Regions from separate parts of the Mus musculus genome. Here regions 1, 3 and 4 are each linked to region 2. Evidence: chromatin contacts called from public Hi-C and HiChIP or PLAC-seq data. All regions are on one chromosome and are shown on one strand. Each heading gives the region's core, a stretch centred on a gene start, on an enhancer-like site or on the middle of the called end of the contact. The rest is flanking DNA. Distances are from core to core; before and after follow the strand shown. Region 1 overlaps Tmem38b (transmembrane protein 38B). Region 2 holds the start of Fktn (fukutin). Region 3 has its middle 39 kb from the start of Tmem38b. Region 4 has its middle 36 kb from the start of Gm33840.

Evidence for each region. A called contact is a pair of places that touch in the nucleus more often than the background predicts. HiChIP or PLAC-seq counts read pairs in DNA pulled down with a chosen protein or histone mark.
Region 1: an H3K4me3 HiChIP or PLAC-seq map of bone marrow-derived macrophages shows a contact between it and region 2, with 3 times the contacts expected there. The contact joins the enhancer-like site here to the promoter of Fktn in region 2. A contact is called at or near these places in 10 of 39 promoter capture datasets (3T3-L1-derived adipocytes, the C10 cell line, cranial neural crest and 6 more), 2 of 15 datasets of contacts at CTCF or cohesin (CD8 T cells and pro-B cells), 2 of 484 Hi-C or Micro-C datasets (muscle stem cells and stem cell-derived epiblast-like cells), 9 of 115 datasets of contacts at active chromatin or transcription factors (the 230-238 cell line, bone marrow-derived macrophages, embryonic stem cells and 2 more) and 3 of 9 other capture datasets (adipose tissue, liver and pancreatic islet).
Region 3: a contact with region 2 is called in an H3K4me3 HiChIP or PLAC-seq map of embryonic stem cells, with 12 read pairs. The contact joins the enhancer-like site here to the promoter of Fktn in region 2. A contact is called at or near these places in 6 of 39 promoter capture datasets (3T3-L1-derived adipocytes, the C10 cell line, embryonic stem cells and 2 more), 5 of 115 datasets of contacts at active chromatin or transcription factors (the 230-238 cell line, bone marrow-derived macrophages and embryonic stem cells) and 3 of 9 other capture datasets (adipose tissue, liver and pancreatic islet).
Region 4: a Hi-C map of CD8 T cells shows a contact between it and region 2, with 2.1 times the contacts expected there. The contact joins the enhancer-like site here to the promoter of Fktn in region 2. A contact is called at or near these places in 3 of 39 promoter capture datasets (the C10 cell line, embryonic stem cells and stem cell-derived epiblast-like cells), 2 of 484 Hi-C or Micro-C datasets (CD8 T cells and natural killer cells) and 3 of 115 datasets of contacts at active chromatin or transcription factors (bone marrow-derived macrophages, effector CD8 T cells and memory CD8 T cells).

The regions. Positions count from the first base shown.
Region 1 is chr4:53,843,944-53,846,643 of GRCm38.p6, reverse strand. All of the region lies in intron 2 of Tmem38b (transmembrane protein 38B), which reads right to left. Among named protein-coding and RNA genes, the nearest start is that of Tmem38b, 19 kb to the right of the region's middle. Within about 2 kb of position 1,398, at least 6 of the 459 cell types and tissues checked have an H3K27ac peak or open chromatin away from gene starts, as enhancers often do. A contact at or near this core is called in bone marrow-derived macrophages and muscle stem cells, where this site is marked.
Region 2 is chr4:53,712,897-53,715,596 of GRCm38.p6, reverse strand. It overlaps Fktn (fukutin), which reads right to left and starts at 1,443. Exons shown (of 10, transcript NM_139309.5): 1 at 1,402-1,443.
Region 3 is chr4:53,863,565-53,866,264 of GRCm38.p6, reverse strand. No RefSeq gene overlaps it. Among named protein-coding and RNA genes, the nearest start is that of Tmem38b, 39 kb to the right of the region's middle. Within about 2 kb of position 1,409, at least 13 of the 459 cell types and tissues checked have an H3K27ac peak or open chromatin away from gene starts, as enhancers often do. A contact at or near this core is called in embryonic stem cells, where this site is marked.
Region 4 is chr4:53,914,193-53,916,892 of GRCm38.p6, reverse strand. No RefSeq gene overlaps it. Among named protein-coding and RNA genes, the nearest start is that of Gm33840, 36 kb to the left of the region's middle. Within about 2 kb of position 1,377, at least 34 of the 459 cell types and tissues checked have an H3K27ac peak or open chromatin away from gene starts, as enhancers often do. A contact at or near this core is called in CD8 T cells, effector CD8 T cells, memory CD8 T cells and 1 more, where this site is marked.

The DNA of each region.
Region 1 (2,700 bases), core at 149-2,648, 130 kb before region 2:
TCAGTGTTCTTACCCACTGAGCTATCTCACCAGCCCTCTCCTTTTGGTTTTTTCAAGACAGGTTTCTTTTGTAGTCCTGGCTATCCTGAATCAGCTCTATAGACCAGGCTAGCCTCAAATTTACAGAGATCTACCTGCCTCTACCTCCTGGGTGCTGGGATTAAAAGCACATGCCACCATTGCCCTGCATCAGATATTTCTAAAGTACACATAAAACCTTACATATTAGTGAAACCTCTGTGCCCACCTGAGTTGCCATGGAGCAAAAGGAACAACTCTGTCATGTCCAACAGACTTATGAATGAGCGTGAAAGACAAATGACTGCAGACAAAATCACTCTTGTTCTACAATATAAGTTAGCTATATAATGTTCCGCTGATGAATTACTGGGAAATGTCATTAATTAAACAGCACATCTCTTCTGTAAAGATTGTAATTTCACCTTAAGTTTGTAATATCCAAAAAACCTTTACCTTGTAAGTACCTAAAACATACACATAGATACATATACATATGTATACATACAGGAAAGGAAAAAGAAATGGAATGAGAAGATAATAATGGATTTCTCAGATACTTTTAAGTTCTGTGGGTCAGATTAATAAAAAGAGAAAAATGACAAAGGGTAGAAATTAGTGTAAAATAGGATACAACCAACATAAACCAGTGTAAACAGGTTTTAAGATGGGAGCTGAATTTAGGTTAAAACCAGGGGTTAAGCAGAAGGCGCTTTGCTGGGCTCATCACTGAGAACACTCCCTCTCTTACCATCAACTCTCCCTGTCTACCTAAGGCAGTATCCTTAGGCCAAAACTGGGCCAAACAGAACACAAACCACACCCATGTTAGTCTACTGCAATAGCCCTGGCCTCTGGTTAGGACACCAAAGAAATTTCATGGATATATCTTGAAAAAGATTATAAAACTGTGACTCTTATATTTCCCTCATTTAAATGTAATCTCCTTAAAGAATGCCTGGAAGTTTAAGGAAAACATTATGAGACATAAAATCATTAGATAGAAAAATTATAAATTATGTACTGCCCGCATAAATAAATGGCTTTTTAAAAAGACAACACAAATGAAAGTATATGGAGTTTTCAGACAACAGCTGTATACAGACAGAAGCAAGCTCTTGTCTGTCTTTACCAGTAGATGGTGCTAACCCCCAGGCATGCTACCGTTCTGAAGCTGACCTCACTTGAATATATAATTCCCCAGATCATTTGACTCTCAAAATCAGAAGCAAAGACTGACATGTTATTCTAAATGTTAAAACTTTTCTAATTAAACAATAAGATACACTGTCTTGACTCTAGCATCATTTCTCATATTGAAGAGACTGTAAGGACAACATTTCTATTTCAGAGTTCAAAGCAATTTACTGCTTATGCACCAACTAACAGATGAAATAACCATGGTTTAAATCTGGGCTCTGGATACTCAGGGTCTCCAATTCCTTGGCTAAGTCATTAATTTCTTTGTGCCTTGCGTCACGCTCTGTTAAGGCTAAAGCAGTACTCACCACAGCTTCAAAAACCCAGAATTACAGGGCCCAGATATAACTAGTGACCTGCATCCAGTACAGAGCAAGCAAAATCCGAGTGTGAAGACTAACCAGAGAAGCATGGCACTGTGGCCATGAAACTCTGGCAGCACACACACACCCTGGTTTAAAGATGAGAAAGGTTAAATATAGGCGAGCAAAGAACAGAACAAAATTAATTAACAATGTCAGAATATTCTGATTTTGTAATATCCTTTGTCCAACAAATAACAAAATTCTTTATATCTAGGTAAATTCCAAGTATTACATATATAACAGAGACATGTTAAATAATAATAAATAGGCTTGAATTTGAATTAGAGATAAATATTAGTATGAACTCAAGTCATTTTCTCTTTCTTTACCCTAGCTCATTTCAATAGATGCCTTAGCAGTGTCTCCAATGCTCTGAGTGAACCTTGAAAAAACTATTTCTCCTTAAATGAAACTAAAACTAATTCCAGAAGAAAGGTATAAGAATCTTAAAATACCAAGAGGCATGAAAGCTGAAAAGGCTCCCACTGGCCAAAGATGGAACAGATTCAAATAATGACAAAAAATGCACTCTGTATAATCTCACAAATCATCCTTTAATCTGAGTTCATACACAGGTTTGTTGCTGTTGTTGCTGTTGCTGCTGCTGCTGTTGTTGTTGTTGTTGAACTGACCATCTTTGCAGGATGACCAGCAAACAAATAACCAAGCAACAGCCCTGCCTCTCTCTGAGAAGTACAACAAGCTAAATAAAGATCGGGCAAGTCAGAGTGTTGATAAATGCACGTGTGTGGCGGGAAAGGAAGGAGTATCAGGAGCAGTGGCCATACATCACAGCAAAGAGGACAGAGGGAGGGAGACTCTGTAGGGATGGACAGTAGGTCATGAGAAAGCTCAGGCTGTTGTTCCTGAAAAGACATTATTGCACGCAGGAGTGGCACACTATAACTTATTTTAAGATAATCACTTCATCATTATGTGAAGAATATCTAGGGGGTAATGAATAAAGCAACTAGCCCACCTAGGAAGTTACTGAAAGTCCAGGCCAGAAGTGGGAGGACTAGTACTTAACACTAGAAACAGGAGAGATAGGACGGTAACAGAATCTGGCTATCTTCCTTTTTATATAGTCTCAGCATTTATACAACATTAAAATAAT
Region 2 (2,700 bases), core at 194-2,693:
GGGCTGGTGGTCCTGGGTTCTACAAGAAAGCAGGCCAAACAAACCATGAGAGCAGGTAAACAGCATCCCTCCATGGTCACTGCATCAGCTCCTGCTCCAGGTTGCTGCCCTCAGTGCTTTGGATGATAAACTGTAATCTAAAACTTAGCAAACCAAACCCTTTCTTCCCCAGTCACTTTTGGTCATGGTATTTCACCACTGTAGTATTAGCTCTAACTAAGACAGTGAGTAAAGCCTTTCCCTCAAGAGGCAAGTGACTAACTGCTTGGTTGAGAGCATTTACCCAAGGCTGGTCTGTCGATCATTATGCAGCTCTGTTTCCTAGTGCTTTTTTTTTTTTTTGTCTTGGCCTCCAAAGTGCTGGTATTACAGGTGTGTGTTACCATGGTTGGCTCACAGGCTGACTTTTACTTAATGGAAATCTTCAAACTAGAAAGACTGGAATATCATTCTTTATAGCCGAGAAAGCTTGAGACATACAAGAAAGCGGCTTGCCTTGTACTACCTGAGAAATTGGCGATCGTGATGAAATCTGAATTCAGTTCTCTGGACGACTTTTATCTAAAGCTTTTAACTACCCGGCCCCATTTTTATCAAATCTTTCCCGATATTCCCCAACTGATAATGTAAACGGAAGACAGGAACGTTCCTACATGCAGTTATCTCGCATCGCTAACCGCGCCCACCTTATCATTATTATTGTTACTTATTATTATTACCATCGTCATCATACTATTAAGCATAGTGAGCACTCCTTCAAACGAACTAAGAATGACTACTGAGGAGTCTAAGAAGAGAGGAAAGCGACTGGTAAGCCAACCACCACCTCTCTTCGAAGCAGTTGCAGCAGGCTGCTTGCTGTACACAGAACTTGGCTTTGGCGCAGCATCAAAGTCCTTCTCAGGTGGAACCCTCCCTGGGCGGCTGCCCTGCCAACCCCCTTCCTTTCCCTGTAAGTTCATGCCACGGCGTCGGATGCACTCAGAGCAGCAGCAGGCTGCATCAGTTCCTCCCCGGCGGAGCCACCTTGGCATGCATTGGTCCTCACACCTGATCGGTCTCCCCGCATCGTCCGCTCTCGCCAACCAGCTCAAGCGTCACTGTCCCAGCCCGGCCTCTTAAGCGTCTCCATGAACCTCCAAAATCGAACCCTCGCGGGTCAGGACGATCAACGGACAGCATGGGCGTGTGGGAACGATCTGTCGCCGGGACAGCGGGGACGGCGGCAGCAAGCTCGTGCACGGACTGCGGCCGACCTCGGACTCCTCCCCGCCGCCGTAGGGAGGGTACCCCAAAGGTGGACGACCGCTACTCAGGGTATACCAGTAGACCAGCGACAGTGCCTGAAGGAACCCGCCCACGCCCAGGCTCGGCTACCCGGCCCCGGTGCCCTCATCTTACCTAACTCTAGAGCTGCGGCGGAGGCCTCGCTTTACGGCAACTGTCGCAAAGAAGCGGTCAAGCGCGCAGCGGCGTACGCTGGCTGTTGCTTTGTTCTCCGAGCGCTCCTATTAGTGTGGCCTATTTGGCCATCAGAAATCTGCAATCAGCCGTCCCTCCGGCAGTGCCCTGAGGCTGCCTGGAGTTTAGAGAAAAAACAGAACTGTCCCCCGTAGTGTACGGCTCATCAGACAGAGCGCAGAAAGTGCAAACCTAGGGTGGATAACGATTCTTTTTCTCCCTCCCTCCCTCCCTCCCTCCCTCCTCCCCCTTCTCCTCTCTCTACATTCTGCTATTGGGGACAGAATGGGGAAGAGCACTATGTAGTGATGCAAGTACTCATGAAGTTGAGGTGCCTACTTGACATCCAGGTCTAGAAGATGCGATCTTCCAGTTTGGGGCTTGAAAGAAATATAGATGCTTCTGGGCCTGGCACCTAGCATCTTTGCTTTTAGCAGAGCCATTTAAAGAGTTATTGGCAAGGAGCAGATGTGGATTTTGATAGGAATTTTTGAAAATTAAAAAGCACTAAAGAAATTATTGTAATTTTACGTTCTTTCTACGAAAATTACTAACGGCGTATAGAAAAAAATGAAATAATTTACCTACGCACCCCGTTCTATATCATTTAGCTCAGACTGGCCTTAAATTCTACTCAGCCAATATGGTGTTCAACTGATCCTACACATCTTCCACATCTCAAGTGCTGAGATAACAAGTGTGCATCGCCATGCTTGTCTTAAAACAGAATTTTTCAAAAAGTTGTGATGGAATGTGGCTGTATCAAAAATTTCTATTGTCTGACATGCCTACAATTCAAGTATTTGGGGGGCCAAGGCAAGAGGATCTAGAGTGAGCTCTTGTCTTTAAACACATGCAAACGCACATGCACGCACGCACACACACATGCACACATGCACACAATATAATTGATGCCTATTGGAGTACTAAGAGGTGATATTTTAAAAGATATTAGGAATGCTTATTATGCTCAACTATGTCTGGAAATTATAAGGAGGAAAAAAAAAAACTTCCCGGGTTTTAGAAGTGAATAGATTTCAAGTGCATAGTAAATATTATCCTGCATAAACCTTGCAGGAGGCAGAGGACTAGCCAGCTTTCTAGCCAGTTTTCTGATTTGAGCTAAGTTTAAGTTTAGATCTCACTGTTTTCCCTATATAAGCACAGTCATAATGTGCCATCTACATTATCAAGTTTCTGTTTCTATAAAGTGGACTGGGATTTAGAGGAAGGGATTTA
Region 3 (2,700 bases), core at 160-2,659, 150 kb before region 2:
TAATCATAATACATGAAATGGTATAACGAGGAACACTAACTTCTCAAGCTCCCACCCCTCTTGTGAAATTCAAGTATCTGTTGCCATAGATGTGCCCAGGACACATGTGTATATGACCTTACATACAAGATTTCAACTGTTGGTTAAATTAACCTTTCACTATAAAATCCTGTTTCTAAAACCTGTCCACCTTTTCAAAGTATGCTATAAATTACAAAGTTCACAGCCCAATTATGCATAACTCAAGGTCCTGAGATGCCAGACATCCCACTGGGACCTAAGGTCAAGCTGAGGGAGTCGCTCCAAGGTCACTATCTCATATTAATGAAAATTGAAGATGTGGACTCTCACTGGGTATACAAAAAGTATAGGCAAGCTTTTTAAGATTTCTTTAAAAACTGAGAACTTAGCCGGACATGGTAGCGTACGCCTTTAATCCCAGCACTTGGGAGGCAGAGGAAGGCGAATTTCTGAGTTCGAGGCCAGCCTGGTCTACAGAGTGAGTTCCAGGGCAGCCAGGAAGAGAGAAACCCTGTCTCAAAAAAAAAAAAAAAAAAAAAAAAAAACAACAAAAAACCAACCAACCAACCAACCAAACAAACAAACAAAAACCTGAGAACTTGAACTTGAAAAGTGAGAAACTAGGAAAAAGTGGGAGAAACCCCCACAAGTAGGTAGGAGAGACTTCTAAAAGAGGACCAAGCCATTGAGCTTGTCCTGTGATACAAGCCTACAGCACAAGCACGGGAAAGGTGGCCACTTACATAGGTCTGCAGAGCCATCAGGAAGGCATGAGTGACTTCCTGAGTAATAAAGCAGTTCCTCGCGTTGTGGTGAACTCGAACCATAAAATTATTTTGTTGCTACTTCATAATGGTAATTGTGCTACTGTTATGAACTATATGTAAATAGCTGATATGGAGGATATGTGATATGCAGCCCCCAGGGGGGTTGCCACTCCCGGGTGAACAGCTGTTCTAGAGACTGTTATTTGGGGTTCCTCAGACTGGCATGTGTCTTCTTAGCATGAATCAAAAAGGAGCAATAACAATAAAAAGAAAATGTGTAAAAATTAAATGTCTTTAAAAATTTGAAGTCTGGAGCTGGATGCACGTCTTTAATCCCAGCACTTGGGAGGCAGAAGCAGGAAGATCTCTGTGAGTTCGAGGCTAACTGGTCCACAAAAAGAGTTCCAGGACAGCCGGGACTACATATAGAAACCCCGCCTTGAGATACCACCCCCACAAAAAAAATTGTTCATGAAAATATATTAAAATATGTTAGTGCCATACGCATTCTGCCTCTCCACCGTGGGTGCCCAGGCGCCACGGCACATTGCTGAGTGACAGAAACCAGAATCCATGCCTCCCCTTAGATCGTCCACCCTCCAGGTGGAGAGCGGAGGCAGAGCCTGGGAGAAGCAGACACACTCTGACTCAGTGGCCAAGAATCCTGGAGGGGCTGGAGGGAAGAAAGCCTTCCTCAGGAGTCAGGTCCAGCTCTTTAGTCAAGGAACTTCCCCGGAGAGATCCATTAAGGGGGCAGTTCCCTGAGACGGTCCTTACTTGTTCAGACTGATTTATTTGATGGTGGATGTACACGGATACATTTTTGTAGTCTCCCCTCCCCCAGCCTGAAACCTGCTTGCTCAGGGGTGGAGCTTCCCGCTCAATCGTTCTGCCACGCCCACTGAGCCATACACGTGGTCACCCTGCAACTGGACTCCAAGATTATTTGGCGGGAATCCGGTCCCTCCCCATTCTTCATAAATGAGTGTCGGAAATAAAAAGTTGAGCTTTGATCAGAATGCCTGTTTTAGCTGCATCATTTTCTTGCCCACCTAGCCCTTCTTCTCTTCCAGGTTTCCAAAATGCCTTTCCAGCCTAGAACCCAAACATGTAGTCGGCTGGCCAGACACAACACACTTTATTCAGGGTGAACCAGGGATTAATACCCAGTAAGGGAAGCTCATTGGCTGAAGGCGTGGAGCTATCCCAGTCCGCAGTGGGGTGTCATGGTTCCGGAGAAGGTGCACAGACAGGCAGGAAGCGGCTCCACTCCTACCGGTCTCAGATTCCCGGGGTCTGAGCTCACTCAACCTGTCCAGTTCTCACGTCTATCTGGTAACATGGTTCCACATGGGCGCAGATAATTCAGAGGAAGGCAGTCAGATGGTCAACAGACACTAAGTGTTCAGAATCATTAGCCGGAGTAACGAAAGCCTCAGGCCCCAAAAAGCATCCCCTAGAAATGGGCAAAATTAAAACGTTGACAATACTGAGACTCTGGCTAAGGACACAGATCAACTAGAACATTCAAGACACTGTCCTGGAGCATTAAATGGTACAATCACTTTGGGAGGAAGAAAACACACAAGTTGCTTTGTTTTTATAAAATCAAGCATGATCCACCATATCTTCTACCATTTGTCAAAAAGAACATAATTAACAAAAGCTGCACAAAAGTGTTCATAATTGTTTATTTGAAACACCCCAAGTTAGAAACAGCCTGATGTTCATCAGCAGGGTGACTGAATGGTGGAACTTAAGTAGACTATGAGCTTTGGATAAACACAAGTTACAAGCGTCTAAAAATACGTTAAGTTTCTAAGATAGCTACATGAGCTAAGATTCCTTTTATATTATGTCCCTTGGGAGAAGGAATTGACTGGATATTAATTCCCTGGAGTCCTTGTAATAT
Region 4 (2,700 bases), core at 128-2,627, 200 kb before region 2:
ATAGGTAATGGCTATGTCATATAAGAGACAGCCTGAGTGCTTACTGGTTCTGGATTAAGCCAGCAGAAGGAAGCTTCTAATCTCTGTGTTTGTTATTCTTCCTTGGGGCTAAGAGAATGCACAAATTGGTAAGATCCCACTTTGACCCAGAAAGATGAGGAAGGCACCCTAAGGAATGCAGGGTCCTGAAGGTGTATGGAATGAGTTTTCTTAGGAGTTTCCATACAGATATGGATTTTAGTGGGGTTTCAGGATGGCGGATGCAGGATACACTGGAGGCATCTAAGGAAGCAAAAGAGAAAAGGGAAAGAAACCAGTGAGGTGTGGTTAGCAAGGCCGTGCTCACAGTGGGCAGCTGGAGAGAAGTCACAATAGCCACACCAGGAGAGTGGAGAAAGTGACTCAGATATCTTACCAGGGGACCAGGAGAGCTAGAAGGTTTATATGCCAATGTTCATTCAGGTTTATATGTCAATTCTCATCCAGTTTAGTTAAGGGAAATTGAAGAAAGGAACACTTTCCCTGGCTCATTAAGCTTACCTCATACACAAGAAAAAGTGTTCTGGGGAGAAGCCTCAGACAAGTACAGACACAAAAATGAATCTTTGGATCCAGACCTGTATCTACCCACCTCTCCATCCTTCACATAACTTGAACTTTTATGAAAGAGAACTAAATCTCCTGTTTCCTTAATCGCCATGGGTCTCTGTTACTGTACACACCTGCCTGCTTTATAAGATGGTACGTGACTACCTGCATCCAAAGCACATCTCTGTCACTTATTAGCGACAAGGGACTAAGCCTTCCTAAGGTCCAGTGGCTTTCTCTGGAAAATGGATATACTTTTGATGCTTCTTCCTAGGGCTGAAATGGTTTTGGTTTTAGCAACTTTTTTTTTGGTTGGTTTGGTTTGGTTTGGTTTGGTTTGGTTTGGTTTGGTTTGGTTTGGTTTTGAGACACAATCTTCCTGTGTAGCCTATGCTGGCCTTGAACTCACTATGTAGTCCAGGCTGTCTTCAAACTCACAGTAGTTTTGCTTCAGCCTCTAAGAGCTGAGACTGCACACATCATCAGCACATTTATCCATGCAGAACACCTGGCCAAGAGTGAGACACTGTTGCTCTTTCTTCCTTTTCCAGAGCTGCTCTTTCATGTGCCCTGGGAGTTCCATGGTCTTCAGAACCTGCCCTTCCAAAAGAAAGGAGGCCCCAGAGCCATGCCCAGCAAAGAATGTCTTTAACACAAGCTCAGTTTGCCATGATGCTACACCTAGTATAAAGAAGTTAGGAACTGATGCTCAAAGATCAAGCCCAGGACCCAGCAGCCAACACAGGAAGGATATGAGAGGAAATGAAATAGACTAGGGGAAGCCCCAACAGGAAGGAGGAGGTATCAGCCCTGATGGGTCTTTCTACAGAGGTTTCTCAGGCAGAGGTCCAGGCAGAGGCAGGGAGCCAGTACATATTTGAAAAACCAGCAGGCAGCCCTGGCTATTGCTTGACACCATCACCTGATCCTCTCACCTGACTGTATAACAGAAAGCACCCTCTTGCCCTTGAGCATGGACCTTAAAGCTCTAGACTGCTCAGCTTTTCCTTTCAGCAGCAGGGAAGCCACCAGGCCTCCCTTTGAAGGACCAGGTCAATAGGAAGGATGAATCATTAACACTTATGATACAGTGCCCAGGGTAAATATTTGTTGATTCGTGATAGATAACAAGGGCTGGGTCATGAAGACTCCTTGAAAGGGAACAAGGAAGGATGATATTTTACTATTCTGTGTGTAAGCAGTTGCTGAGCCTCATTATTCATTCAGCTTCTGAAGACACTCAGCCAGGCCAGGCTGTATGCTCGCTCAGGGTCCTAGAGAGAAGGAGACAAGCCCTCAGTAGTTTGGCAAAGACATGTCTGGCTAGGGAAGCAACCAACCAACCAACCAACGGACATTCGGTTATGTCTAACCACTAGCAACAATGAGCAGCTTCTACCTACCCTGCTCCCAGGATGTTAACCTAACCCCAGCATCATTTTTAAAATTGCCTTGGTTTGTCTGTCAAACAGTGGCACAGAGTTTGCATGCTGGCCTCTCCAGCTTCCCATGATGCTATCATCTTACAGTAGAATAGCACCTTCGTTCAAATGGATGCATCAAATTTGACATGCGCTAAGGTCTTTCTCTGCTCCCGGATACCTTTCAAGGTAGCACATCACTCCTGGTTGTGACAACTCTTCAGATTCTCCTGTGGATGCCCTTGACAGTCCTGAAGAGTACTCCTGCACAGGGTGCCCCTTCTGGTGGAATCTGCCTCAAGTCTTCCTCGAAATCGTCCTGGGGTTTGAGTACTATTTTCTCACACAGTTTGAAAGGCATATAGTGTCCAGCATGATATACCACTGTTGATAGTGACATTATTCACCTAGCTGAGGTTGTTTGTGGTCATGGTTTTCTCTACTGTAAGGTTTCTCTTTTCCTATCCAACTGCAAACCATCTTTACTGGAAGTCACAGTGTACAGTTCACATCTAAAGAGTAAGGTTATGTTGTCACCCCCCTGACCAGGACAGAATATGTACATTCGCTTGCAGTTTGCAGCAAGATGTATATTTTCTTTCCACTTATTTATGTATTTTATATCCATGTATCTATGTATGTATGATTGTGTGTACATTACAACATGTTTACAGAGGCCAGAAGACAACTT